Linked DNA regions of Hordeum vulgare: region 2 is linked to region 1. A link is a contact called in public Hi-C data. All regions are on one chromosome and are shown on one strand. Each heading gives the region's core, a stretch centred on a gene start, on an enhancer-like site or on the middle of the called end of the contact. The rest is flanking DNA. Distances are from core to core; before and after follow the strand shown.

The links. A called contact is a pair of places that touch in the nucleus more often than the background predicts.
Region 2: a contact with region 1 is called in a Hi-C map of seedling, with 2.1 times the contacts expected there. The contact joins the promoter of LOC123397017 here to the promoter of LOC123400019 in region 1. A contact is called at or near these places in 1 of 6 Hi-C or Micro-C datasets (seedling) and 1 of 1 datasets of contacts at active chromatin or transcription factors (embryo).

Annotation. Positions count from the first base shown.
Region 1 is chr5H:496,931,953-496,935,031 of MorexV3_pseudomolecules_assembly, reverse strand. It overlaps LOC123400019 (homeobox-leucine zipper protein ROC6-like), which reads left to right and starts at 1,749. Exons shown (of 8, transcript XM_045094412.1): 1 at 1,749-2,533; 2 at 2,671-2,918; 3 at 3,040-3,079. The coding sequence starts at 2,363.
Region 2 is chr5H:497,084,183-497,087,180 of MorexV3_pseudomolecules_assembly, reverse strand. It overlaps LOC123397017 (ethylene-responsive transcription factor ERF071-like), which reads right to left and starts at 1,692. Exons shown (of 2, transcript XM_045091736.1): 1 at 1,420-1,692; 2 at 661-1,320. The coding sequence starts at 1,528. The coding sequence ends at 812.

The DNA of each region.
Region 1 (3,079 bases), core at 500-2,999:
TGGCGCATCACCTACTCATCCAAACTCGACGTGGCCTCATCGCTGATATGCAACTTTGTGGACCTTTAAGGTGGCTCACCAAAAGTAAAGTCATTATCATTGAACAAGTTAGATCAGGGCAACATCCCGGACACACAATCAAACTTCAGACCTGACATCCCATCATGACTAAGACGTCGAAGGAGGATACCATACCTGTCATCCAGCAACCACAAACGAGCACATGTTTCGTCTTTGAGATGTCGTCGATGCAGGCCATAATCTACATCCACTCCAGGACTATCTCCCAAACACCGCGCCGACGTTGGAGCAAAAGCCATTGCGACGTTGGAGCCCGAGGACGCATTTCCACCACAAGGGTGTTGCTTCCACGATGTCATTCCCTCTTGAACATATTGGTTTTCAAATCCATCATCGATCATATGAACGATCGTTTCGTTAAAGAAGAATCTGAAGCTTCTTTATTCAACATCGTCGTTGCCACCGTCTGAAACAAGACGTCGAACATTCCAAGATCCTGCGCTAGTAGGAACCTAAAGTTAAGGATCCGACGACCCCCTCACCACCGACGATCAAGAGGTTCCCGACGAAGGGAAGCCGTAGGAAGGCGGCCCCAGAAGGGTTGACTCTCTTGACACCGGCGGCTAGGTTTGCTGGTCGCTAGCCAAAGAGGAAACGCGTGCAGTAGAACTGGTGGTGGCTCCGGCGCACGGACCAGAGCGGCAAATTAACGTGGAGAGCGTACGTACATACGTACACAGCCCATGCACGTCCCGACGCACGCTCGTACGTGCTAGTACACGGGACGTCGATCACGCTCATCCAGCTGAAGCGCGCGTGCCTGCTGTCTGACTGGCTGGCTGGCTGTGTCCAGCAATGAATACGGCGGCGCCCTCACCGATCGAACGAACCACCACCACCACCACTTCCCGCTCCCGTGCCGTGGCACGGCGCCAGCCCCGCCCGGCCGCGGCATTTACTCCCCGCCGGTTGGCGTTGCGGATGCCAGCCTCGGCTCGGCTCGGCTCGCCCAGCCGCCGGACGGGACGGACGTTACACCAGCCAGAAACACCCCACCGCCACCGCCACCTCCCCTCCATTTATGGTCTCCCACCCGTCGATTTTACTACACTTCCCCACACGGCCCGTGCCGTGCCGTGCGCCAGCGCCAGCGCCACCTCCATCCATCCATCGGACGACGACGCGGGTTCGTGCATTTTCCACGACGCGAGCGGGAGCGGGAGGGGGACCGTACGGGCGTCCGATCCGAAAAAGGTGACCCACCCGTGACCAGTCCCCGTCACGACTCACGCACCTCCTTTTCCCACCTCCACCTCTTTCAGTCTTTCTCCCCTCTCCCCCTCCCTCCCTCTCGCCACCACGGCTGGCTGACTGACAGCGAGCCACCGCCGGTGGTTAATCACAAGGTAAAAAGATCCGTGCTGCGTGCGTGCGTGCCAGATCCCGGCCGGAGCTGCATACGGCCACCGGTGTCGGTAACGTACGTACCGCCGGCGGTGGGGGCCATTTGACTCTCGCGTCGCCCCAGCCCCCGTGTGCGAGTCAGCCCCACTTGATTTTTCATTTCTTGTTCGTTTCCCTCGCCATTTTCCTCCTTCCACGGATACACACACGCACCTGCTTTTACATGGGCACGGCCGATGACACACACACACACTCTCTCTCTCCCTCTCTTAACGCAACCGATTTATCCGCTCGCCACATGTCCGGCTTTATCTAGCACGAACGCCCTCTGCCTGGCCTGGCTTGGCTTGGCTTGGCTTAGTTATATCCATAGCCAGCCTCCCAACCCCTCTCTTCCCATCTCCCACTCTCCTCCTCCTCCTCCTCCTCCTCCTCTCCTCTTCTTCCTCCACGACTTCCTTCTCCTTGCACTGCTTTGCTGTTACCCGGCTTAGCTCCTAGGGCAGTCGCCGCCGTCACAACGGCGGCGGCCGAGAGAGGGAGTTTGGAGAGTATCTCGGGACGGCAACCCACAAGTGCAGGGATCTGCACGTCGCGATTCTTTCCTTGTTTGCACCGGGGCTCCATGATTCCCTTCCGCCCCCGCGCCCGTCATGCCATGTATAGCCCGTCGCTCCTGCTATTTTAATGCATGCCCCTCTCTCTCCCTCATCATCATCATCATAAAAATAACGCAATCAATCGTCGGGATCTGAGGGGATCGACTTTCCATCCTGCCTGCAGCCGCAGGGGTGGGTAGCAGGATCAATTCTCGGGGATAGAGGGAGGACTGATTTTAGCCAGTCATCGGTCCTTACAAAAGAAAAGAAAAGAAAACAACAGCCCGGGTTGTAGTAGTCTTTGTCTGTCGTTTGCGCTTTGCAGCAGTAGTAGATAGATGAGCTTCGGCGGCATGTTCGACGGCGCCGGCTCCGGCGTCTTCTCCTACGACGCCGGCGGGGGCGGCGCCGGCATGCACAACCCCGGACGCCTCCTCGCGCCGCCGCCCATCCCCAGGCCCGGCGCCGGCGGCGGCTTCGCCTCCTCCACCGGCCTCTCCCTCGGCATGGTACGCTATAATAATAATACTTGCCACCCGCCTGTCCGTTCGTGCGCTCACTACTGCTGCGTGTTTAATTGTTCAGTTTCTCTTGTTGGCCGTGTTTAATTGCGTTCGATTCTCCTTGGTTTAATTTAATTTTGCAGGCGAACATGGAGGGCGGAGGTCAGCTGGGCGACGCGAGCAGGCTCGGCGGTTACCTGGGGAGCACGGGGAGCGGCGGCGACGGCGACTCGCTGGGCCGCGCGCGGGAGGACGAGAACGACAGCCGCTCCGGCAGCGACAACCTGGACGGCGCGTCCGGCGACGACCTCGACCCCGACAACAGCAACCCGCGCAAGAAGAAGAAGCGCTACCACCGCCACACGCCGCAGCAAATCCAAGAGCTCGAGGCGTAAGCAATTGCAACTTCTTGGTGCATGCAGTTTCTAGCCCTAAACTACAGCTTCTCTTTGCCTGGCTGATTCATTTTGGGTATACGTACGTACGTGTGTGTGTGTGTGTGTGTGGCGCAGCGTGTTCAAGGAGTGCCCTCACCCCGACGAGAAGCAGCGG
Region 2 (2,998 bases), core at 443-2,942, 150 kb before region 1:
TGCATGAACATTTTTGAAATGTGCGACCAACACCTTTAACAATTCATATATACTAATTACATAAATATATATTATTTAAAATACTTCAAAGTAAGTATAATAAATTAAAAATAAAAACACTAGGCTCCCACGTACAAGTGCGCGTGCATGTGCTCCTACGTGTTGGCAGAGTGCCGCTGCCTCACACGTTGGACCTGGCCCAAGTAAGGGATCGCTGTGACGTGTGAACGATGCTTCTTCGCTAGCGCGAGGCATAGCAGAGCGAGCCCCCGGAAACAAGGGGCTGCCACCGGTATCGTCAGCCCACAGCAAACGGCTTATCCTCTGCTGCAAGCAAAGCGCAGGCAACAACCGGACACGAACGAGACAAACCTGTCGTGTACTGTAGCAGCCTCGCACCGTGTCCTAGCGCTGAAGCACGACGTCAAAGTTCAAACAACGTGCGTGAAAACGGCGACTCTGCTCTGCTCCCTCAACGTTGTTCCCCCCGAGCGGCCGTCTCGGCGCCGCCTGCGGTATATACGCCGGCGAGGCTCGACCATGCGGTCTGTCGGCCTGCACTACAAGACGAACGCCGGAGTACTGTGGATGATGGGTGTCTTTCTGCTCTAGGAGGTACCTTGGCCGATCACAAGGAACTGTTCCATTGGTGCAACATAGTCGACTGAAACGTTCTATTTACATGAAAAGCTTGTGAAATCACATCGGGGCATTCACCGGTTACAAAACTGACAAAAATGAATTCAGCGGAACAACACAAGGGAAAATCTTGACTCAGTTCGCCGCGGCCAGCACGGGCACGGCACGATGATCAGAGCCCCAGAGGCCCCGGGTAGTAGTAGCTGTCCTCGAAGCTCCAAAGCTCGGCCGGCGCCTCCTCGGCGGCGGCACCGACGGCGGCCGCGGCCCCGCCCTCCATGTAGGGGACGCCGAGGAAGCTCATGTAGCTCTCGTACGCCATCAGCTCCTCGGACAGCGCCTTCACCTCCTCGCAGGAGCACGGCGCCGCGGGCTCGACTCCCTCCTCTTTCTTGGGGGAAGGGAGCACGGCCGGCGGCGGCGCGGCCGCCATCGTGCACGACGCCTGGTGCGCGGGCGCGCCGGCGAGGATCTCGTTGGGGAAGTTGACCTTGGCCTTGGCGCCCCTGATGCGGCGCGCGGCGCGGTCGTAGGCGCGCGCGGCGGCCTCGGCGGTGGGGTAGGTGCCGAGCCAGACGCGGACGCCCTTGACGGGGTCGCGGATCTCCGCCGCCCACTTCCCCCACGGCCGCTGCCGGATGCCGCGGTACTGGTTCTTCCTCCCCCGCTTCGCGCGCGGCGCTGCAAGCACAACAAGAGCGCGCCGGTCAGCGAGTCCTGCTCCCGCACACGGACGTCCGTTGCCGAAGCCCGAAGGGAATACTGTGAGGGCGCACGTACCTTTGTCAGGGGCGGCGCTGTAGGCGTCGGGCCAGAAGTCGGCGGTGGACGCCCGGCGGCGGTGCGCCGCCGCCGGGATGTAGTCGTAGATGATGGCGCCGCCGCACATGGATATTGGATGGATGGTGACCTCGGGTGCTTTAGGTGGCGGGAAAGGCTTTGGACTGGGAAGGGTGTTTTCAGCGGCGGACGGACGTTGGATTGGGTTGGACGGTATGATGAGGCCACCACCACGGTGTTTATGTACTGGTCGGCATTGTGGGGGCCAGCCACCAGGGAATGGATCGAGGAACGAATGCTCGTACAGGTCGTACACTGGACGGCGGCGGCACATCGTTTTCTTTCTCTTTGAACCGAGGCCGCACGTCGTTTCTTTCACAGCCGCTGTTTAGCCCAAACCTGACGCGGCTCCTTTTTGCTGATGCTTGGAGCAGACCAAAGTGGATACCGCTGCAAAAGAACTGTACGTACGTAGCCTTCAACTTAGCCGCAAAATGCAAGTCAACCTTGGCGCGCTTCACTTACCTCAACGTAAATAAGTAGGTATATGTTGGAGAGTGGATTTTTGGAACATCGGTGCATTAGAGGACTTTTTTAAAATAGTTTCAAAATCACGCTTAAAATGTCAAAACATCCCGAAAGGATTTCTACATAAGCATATGGATCGAAATTACACCTGTGAAAATTTCGGTGATGAAATTCGTAAACATGTAGGCTATTTTTTTTTTTTAAAAATGGCGATTTCTAAATACTGAATACTACCTGCAGTATTCATCTTTGCAAAATCATGATTTTGTCACTTATGTGTAACTCACATGGTTACTTGCCTCATCATCGGAATTTGCACATGTGTAACATACATCCCTATGAACATATGGAATTATTTTTTAAATTTTCAAAACCTTAAAACCACCATTTTGACACTAATTAAAATATAGGGCTCTAATGCACCTATCCATTAAAGTGACTATTTGGTATAGTTTAAACACCATACCCGAGCTACTCTGAAGAAAAGCCTCCACACACATTACAACCACAACGCAAAGGAACCTGTCATAACTAGAGCAACGGGGCCACGTCATGACCAGCACCGATCACCCAAAGAGCAACAGCTACCACCGAAAAGAAGATGGAGAGTGGGTGGCAGGACTCAGATAGTCCCAAGAAAACCACCATCTTGTACTCACCGTCGTTGGCGTACATAGCGCCCAAGAAACTCTACTCAGACCAAGGGTACACACCGGAGAACCGACACACAGAACCTTCTAGCCATGTCTCCACACTCGATGCTCCTAAAAGAGGAACGACGCGAGGGCGCGAACATCGCCGGTCCAAGACCTATGCTTTCATCCAGAGACAACAACCCAAACAAGAAGGTGAGATGCCGACACACATAAACGACGCCTCCAAGGAAGGGAACGACACCCACGAGCGTCGTTGTTGCGGCACCGACCGGATACGGACATGATTTTCATCCTTAACATTTGACGAAAAAGGGTTCCCCGCTTTATACTATAAAGCCTCGATCAAAGCATACAAGACACCACAATGTTCAATGCACCCAAGCCAACGCCAACTA